Regions from separate parts of the Bombyx mori genome. Here region 1 is linked to region 2. Evidence: chromatin contacts called from public Hi-C data. All regions are on one chromosome and are shown on one strand. The core of a region is the stretch at or near the end of the contact, and the rest is flanking DNA. Distances in the headings are between cores, read along the strand shown. Region 1 overlaps LOC101743046. Region 2 holds the start of LOC101743046.

Region 1 (3,625 bases), core at 1,067-3,566, 47 kb after region 2:
ATAAATTGTATTTTATATGTCAAAATTAAGTGATTTGTCGTGACCGCTTGCGGGAACAATATCAATGAGGTGACTAAATGATGGCTAGAGGTCGCCGATAGCTTAGTGCTAGTTAATTGGCCAAGCCATGTAATACGGAAGCCCTTTGCGGTAATGCTGATGGTAGAAAGAAGCCGGCAATTTAATAAATAAAGCTTTGAGGGGCTTATGAAATTAAAATGATTCATTTACCTTACTGATCGAAGGCAAATTCATTCCTATAAAAAACTAGTTCGCGCCTAATGCGTTAATATGGGTCTTGTAAGTTAATGTTCTAGACAAACTACTACACGTTTGCTCAGCTCTTTAAATAGGTATTCATTACTGCTTCGTGACAGATATGAGTATGATGTCCGTGCCCAACCGTGCGGGTTCCCAACTAGCTTTACCACCAATAATTACGCAAAATTTCACAATTTGGTATGGTACTTTTACATTCGTCTGCCTGTGGGATTTCAACTCCTACATTCTATCTTGTACCTAATTTATTTCTGGAATAGTAGTAGTGGCGCGTATCATGAATTCCAAATTGAAGGCAAGTGTGGGATACACCAATGGAACTGAAACTGGCTGAGCGATGTCTGCGTTGTGGTATGCTATCGGTTCCCTTGATGACAGCAAATGAGATTAACAATAAAATTTAAGAAAATTCAAATCAAGCTACTGCTTCATTTTAAGCTAATATCTATCGTGGAATATTCCTAGACATTACGATAAATTAACAAATATACAAGTACGCATTACAAACGAGTCGGTATCGTGATTAGAACGTTTATTGGACGTGCGGGACTAACCGTTAACGCCATTAACACAGAATCTTTTACGAACGAGAGATAAAGGCGAAAACGTAAACAAGTTCGATATTCTCCGATTAGGTCGTCTGCAGACGATGCTTTTCTGTTTTAGAGGCTGCAAGAAACGCACTTTTAAAAAATACCAATGCTCTTGTTTTTGCAACTGATCTTTACTATATACGTATTTTTTATTGTTTAGATGGGAGGACGGGCTCATAGCCCACCTGGTGTTAAGTGGTTACTGAAGCCCATAAACATCTACAACGTAAATGCGCCACCCACCTTGAGATATAAGTTCTAAGGTCTCAAGTATAGTTACAACGGCAGCCCCACCCTTCAAACCGAAACGCATTACTGCTTCAGGGCACAAATAGGCAGGGTGGTGTTACCTACTCGTGCAGACTCACAAGAGGTCCTACCACCAGTAAAAACGTAAATGTTAACGTAACCTTAAATCTTAAATTTATTAACTCGGAAAAATCAGTTTTTTTTTCGCATTACTTAAGAAAAACATTTTTATTATTGCATACGCGGCTGAACGTGGGCATCTGTTGTGAAGAGGTCACCGGGCCCATTAGCTCACAATGTGAACTTCGCTTCTGACCTAAAAACGTCATGTTAAAGTCTCAATTGTATCGTACAACATCTGTGAATTACAACTTCGCACCAGAAAGAGGCAGTCTGATACTGGTGGTACGGTATTCAAATTTAAAATAATTAATAGAAGACTTAAAAAAAGAACAGACAGAACACGACTACAGTCAAAACCGTTTACTGCGACATTGTTTAATACAACATGCCGGTTATAATAACCAAGAACAAAGGTCCCGGCTGAATGCCATATGACCGCCTTATTAAAAATATTGCTTTCTACGACATTGGTAATAACGACATACCTCATAAAACGACCACATTTAACTAATATTTCGGAGAATTAGATCTGTTAGAACGACCGGCTAAGCTGTATTGTAAACAATTTGAATAGGTATCCACATTTGTCTTCAATGGCTTTTAAAATCAGGAAAGAAAACAATAGGATTTAGTTTAGTGTAGGGTCTTTTCTAATTCTTAGAAACAAAACACGTGCATGCGGTAGTCAAAGCCCGCTTCTTCATATCTCTTCAGTTAGTTTGTTACTTATCTATACACAAGACACACCAAAACTTTGTGGAGTTATTCGTGAAACTTTCAAAATGTCGCAAAGAAAAATAAAACAAATTAATATTGAAGAAAAATCGCGTATTATATAAATATATTTTTCCAATAATTCCCTATCGATTTGTTTGTACTTGCACGATACACATTAAACATCACCGGTTGTTACGACTATCGGTTTTTACGACTGAATATGAGCAGTCCCTTCGATGTCGTTATAACAGATTTTGACTGTATCTCAGTAAGAGAATATAACTCGCTTAGACATAAGCAACCATGCGATCGCCATATCTGTTCTATTTCAGTCTGCGTTAATTATCGAATGCATCGTCATGTGTATGACGCGCCTTTATAAATAGCAATCTGTTTTTACTCGCTATGAATAATGCATCGAACAAAGCAGTAAATTTAAAAAGTTAGACTGCGGTCAGTTACACAAGCCTGAGATGCAAACTGTAACAAAGATTTGGTGCTTTCTGTGTAGGCACTAATACCGTATCTAATGTCAGCATATTTTTAATAAAGTATACTATTATTGTGTAGAAATGGCCAAACTAAAAGATACCGCTATTCTTGCTTAGACGAGTGAACTAGTTCTCTTCCCATCTGATGTTTAGTGGTTATCGAGGCCCATAGACGTTACATCTCAGTTGTAAAGTAAATATTTACGCCATTTTTTCCTTGTACTTTTTTATTTATTTATTGCAGTGGGCGGACGAGCTCAGAGCCCACCTGGTGTTCAGTGGTTACCGGAGCCCATAGACATCTACAACGTAAATGTCGCCACCCACCTTGAGATAGTGATAATACTAAGGTCTCAGTATAGTTACAACGGTTGCCCTACCCTTAAAACCGAAACGCATTGCTGCTTCACGGCAGAAATAGACAAGGTGGTGGTACCTACCTGTGCGGACTCACAAGAGGTCCTACCACCAGTAATTACGCAATTTATAATTTTGCGGGTTTGATTTTTATTACACGATGTTGTTCCTTCACCGTGGAAATCAATCGTGAACATTTGTTAAGTATGTATTTCAATAGAAAAATTGGTGCCCGCCTGCGGGATTCGAACACTGTTGCATCGCTCGATACGAATACACCGGACGTCTTATCCTTCAAACCACGACGACTACTATTATTATTACATGGGGTTATTCCTTCATCGTGGAATTCACGAATGAACACACGTCTAGCACTTATTTCATTAGAAAAATTGGAATCGGCTTCGCTCGATACGTGTTGACCGGGTATCTTATCGAACAGGTCACGACTTCAAAAAACGAAGTCAGTTAGTTCTGCGTGCAAAGAAACGTAAGCGTAAAGTAAAGTGATTGTTCAAAGCCTTTGAAAATTTAAGATAGAAATGTTAAACGTAGATTAAACCATAAAAGTATAACAGTATTATCTGCGACTTGCAAAGTTCTATCTGTGGTTTTTGTTCAGCTTGATTGCCACACAACTTTAACGACGACTGTTTTAAACTTTATAGTGCTTATTAATCTGAATCGATTAATCAGCTGGATAGGCGTTTTACAATACAATTGAAAGTTCGAGCTCATGTCTCGAGGTGAGTGGCATCATTTAGTCTAGTCAACAAGTTCAAAAACGTGTTAATACGGTAAAGGACACTCAGGTCA
Region 2 (3,423 bases), core at 343-2,842:
AGTGCTAGATTTTCGACAACGCAGCAACTACCAAAAAAAACCGTCGAAAAAAGGCACCATGACGACGAAGCAATGTTTAGAATTGAATTTACATAAATAAAACGTTGCAAGCACGTGTTTTGTATTTACATAGGGTTACACAGAATTACTTAAGGTAAATTCAAAACTGATGCATGTGTATAATTTTATCCTATAAATAAATTTTATATGGTCACCACATTAGACAAGGACACCGCGACCAAAAAGTATTCTCTTTCGAGACCGATTTCTCGGCATCAGACAGCACTCCAGTTGTAGGTACTTATTAACTCCATGGTGGCCAGTTGGCCAGTGGCGGAGTAGGCGGAGGATCTGTCAGATATCAGTGTTGCAAGTATTATACTACAAACTTACTTTAGGTAATTACTGAAAGGAGTTGTAAGACTGGATTGATAAAATGAAAATGTATTGTGTATGTGATTTTCAAATACAAAGAACTGAAAACCAAGAACTCACCATAAACCTTGTGGTGCTTAACAATACCCTTAGGTCTCATAACTCACATATAAAAATCAAATTCAGATGTGATATTATGTGTACCTTGTCACTTATAACAAGAAAGAAGAACAATAGACTTGAAAACATATGGCAGCTTAAGTGGTTTACCACAAAAGTTAGATTACATTATGATTTAATTTTGAATGATTTTTCATTTTAATTCGCTTAAGAAAGAAGGTGGTTCTTTGTTCACCTTTTTCATTTTTATCGATTTTTTGGATTGTGGATCATATGTGGTCATTTGTGGATTGATGTTATATTTGTTTGAAAAAAATCTTCACACTTAAAGTTGATCTTCAATATTTTTTATTATTCATAAGCTCAGTCTTGCTTATACGTTCTGCGAGTAGTCATAGTATGAGAGAAGTAAACACATCAGTACGCGCAAATTTGGTGAAGTAGTATATTATTATCAGGCGGTATTGTACAACTTACTTATATTTATTTATATTACTTATATTTACTGTGGATATTTATTGTTCAAAAAATTTATAGCATTTAAAGAGCAATTTTAACATCACGCTTTCCTATAAATTGAATTATAATAAACTTTCAATCACAATGTGACTGCCATTAACCTAACTTAAGACATGAAATCGTTGCCTCAATTATATTGTTAGAAATATCCACGGAAATAGGAAGGATGTAGGTTAGTACCTATCCACAGGTTCATAGAGTATGCCACTAAAGAAGAGCTGGCCATCGCTGTAGGCTGGTATAGCATTCTAAGAACAGTACTGTTCCTTCTTCGGTGAGTCCCTAAGTCAGTGTTTACAACAATTACAGGAATAGATAGAGTGGTATTATTTTAAGCTGATACTACAGATCTATGGAACAGTCTCCTCTCGTTTTTTTATAATAATAGTTTAGCGCAAGAAAGAATTGGTGTTTCCACGCATTGATTTGTTTCATAAGACTACCGTTTCATTTTCTATTTCTGTGTTGTTAACAAACTGGCGCTCGTGAGAAGGAAAACTCTTCATGAATCCAGCAATTTATTCCGAAGCTCGGAAATTTTATAATAGTGCTTAGCATCACTGAACTGTCGCTGACATCTCTTTAGTCTGACAATTGCCTTTTTATTTCGCCGTTGGCTGGCAATAACAAAAAGATTTAGATTGTCTATCTTTTTAGTTGTCACTTGTCACTTTTTGTCAGTTTTCGACGGACTCGCGCAAAATTGGTTGTGCGTTCAAAATCTATGCTGATAATGAGTTATGTGGCTTAGAAAAACGTAAAATAGCTTCACACATTCATGTTTTAAATGTACTGCTTGCTACTGGTATCTCTTACCTTTTGAAATAGGTTTTTATATCTGTATACGCGTTAATTGAAATGGTGTTGTTGACGTATTTCGTAAGTTAGATTTCATTTGCGGTGTTATTTGAGTATGTGCGGTTAATACGGAATTATCAACTTAATTCAGATATCGTGTGATAAGTGTTTTTACAATTAAAAAAGTTGTCATTATTGATACGAGTCCCAAGTGAACAACGTGAATTTTGTGTGTGAAATAATTCGTTCGTGTATTGTGTTGTTGTGTTTTTTACTCTGTGAGAGCCATGCTGATTATCGGTTTGCACCATAACACTCAGGTCCACTCGGTAATGAATTATTTATCAAACAACCTTATTCTTGGCATAATGACATACCTTTGCCTGTTGGTTTTTCTTATCAACTTACAAAACTAACATTGATAAATGAAATTTAGATAACGTTGTGATGGGCTATAATAAAGTAATTACGAGTTGGTAGTTTTTTTTTTGCAATAAAACAATGAAATCTTTTTACTAAGTTAACTTTCAAAACTATGTCATGATGCACAAATGTACCAATTTGGTAAAATTGTAAAGAAACCAGTTAAATAAGTTTACCTAAGATTTATATCAGCAATAGGTCCAGTATAGATAATTGCAACTTAGAACTCATGTCTCAAAGTGGGTAATGGTGTTTATGTTTTTGATGTCTATGGGCTCCAGAGGCCACTTAATATCAAGTGAGCTGTGTGTTAGTCCACCTTTATAAGGTCCTAAAACTGACCATAAACAATTTGATCCATCTGAAATGAAAGAATGTAATTGAGATAAATAAGAGGTTAAATCATAAAAATAGTTTTAATCAGGTGGGTATAGCTCTGCCTTTGAAAGCAAATAATATCTACAAATTTCTGTTGGTTAATAGTTTTTGATACTACAGATATGGTAATTAGGACAGGTGTTTTTTTACATTCATTATTGTAAGAAATTGTCCTCCCAACTGTTTACATATTATCTGAGTAAAAGTGTAGCTTAAAAAACACATGAAGACAGTCAATTGAAAGTTTTCAATCACTTTGTTTCTGAAATTTAGTTTGATGTTAGTCAATAAGAACAAAGTACCAAGAGAAAGAAATAAAATCATTTGAGATTCGGAAATTAAGACTTGAAATTAAGACTTAATTAAGACAAAAATGTTTCTATGCTAACTTGGAAATTGATAAGCTTTTGTTTTTATACAATTTAAAATATCAAAATTTCACATTTATTCATTTGATAATTTCTCATTGTCTAAATACTGAACTTTTTAGACTTAGAACATTGGAGAGACTAAGGTTTAATTTGTAAAATTATCTGTGTCTAAGTTTTATCTTAATTTTTAAGGTATTGTATTTGATTTGGTACTCTTCACTACAGGAGGTTCCTATGTTTCTAACTGTGGAATACATAGTAGAAATATATGTAATAGTGTCTAAAATATGAGAGTACCTTAGTAGTAGATTAGTTTTTTAGTTTAGTAGAGTAGGTTTTTTAACTCTGTAAAATAATATTATAGAATAACATGATTTTCAAATATATTGATTGATTGTAACTAATCTGAGCCAATTATTACATAAAATCTTGTCTATTT

Evidence for each region. Hi-C and Micro-C count contacts between places; a contact is called where the count stands out from the background.
Region 1: a Hi-C map of whole pupa shows a contact between it and region 2, with 1.8 times the contacts expected there. The contact joins the enhancer-like site here to the promoter of LOC101743046 in region 2. A contact is called at or near these places in 2 of 7 Hi-C or Micro-C datasets (both in whole pupa).

Annotation. Positions count from the first base shown.
Region 1 is chr11:8,093,930-8,097,554 of ASM3026992v2, forward strand. All of the region lies in intron 3 of LOC101743046, which reads left to right. Among protein-coding and RNA genes, the nearest start is that of LOC134199670, 18 kb to the right of the region's middle. Within about 2 kb of position 2,317, at least 4 of the 8 cell types and tissues checked have open chromatin away from gene starts, as enhancers often do.
Region 2 is chr11:8,047,865-8,051,287 of ASM3026992v2, forward strand. It overlaps LOC101743046, which reads left to right and starts at 1,593. Exons shown (of 12, transcript XM_012694982.4): 1 at 1,593-2,141. It overlaps LOC134199668 (a long non-coding RNA gene), which reads right to left. Exons shown (of 2, transcript XR_009974250.1): 2 at 2,988-3,423.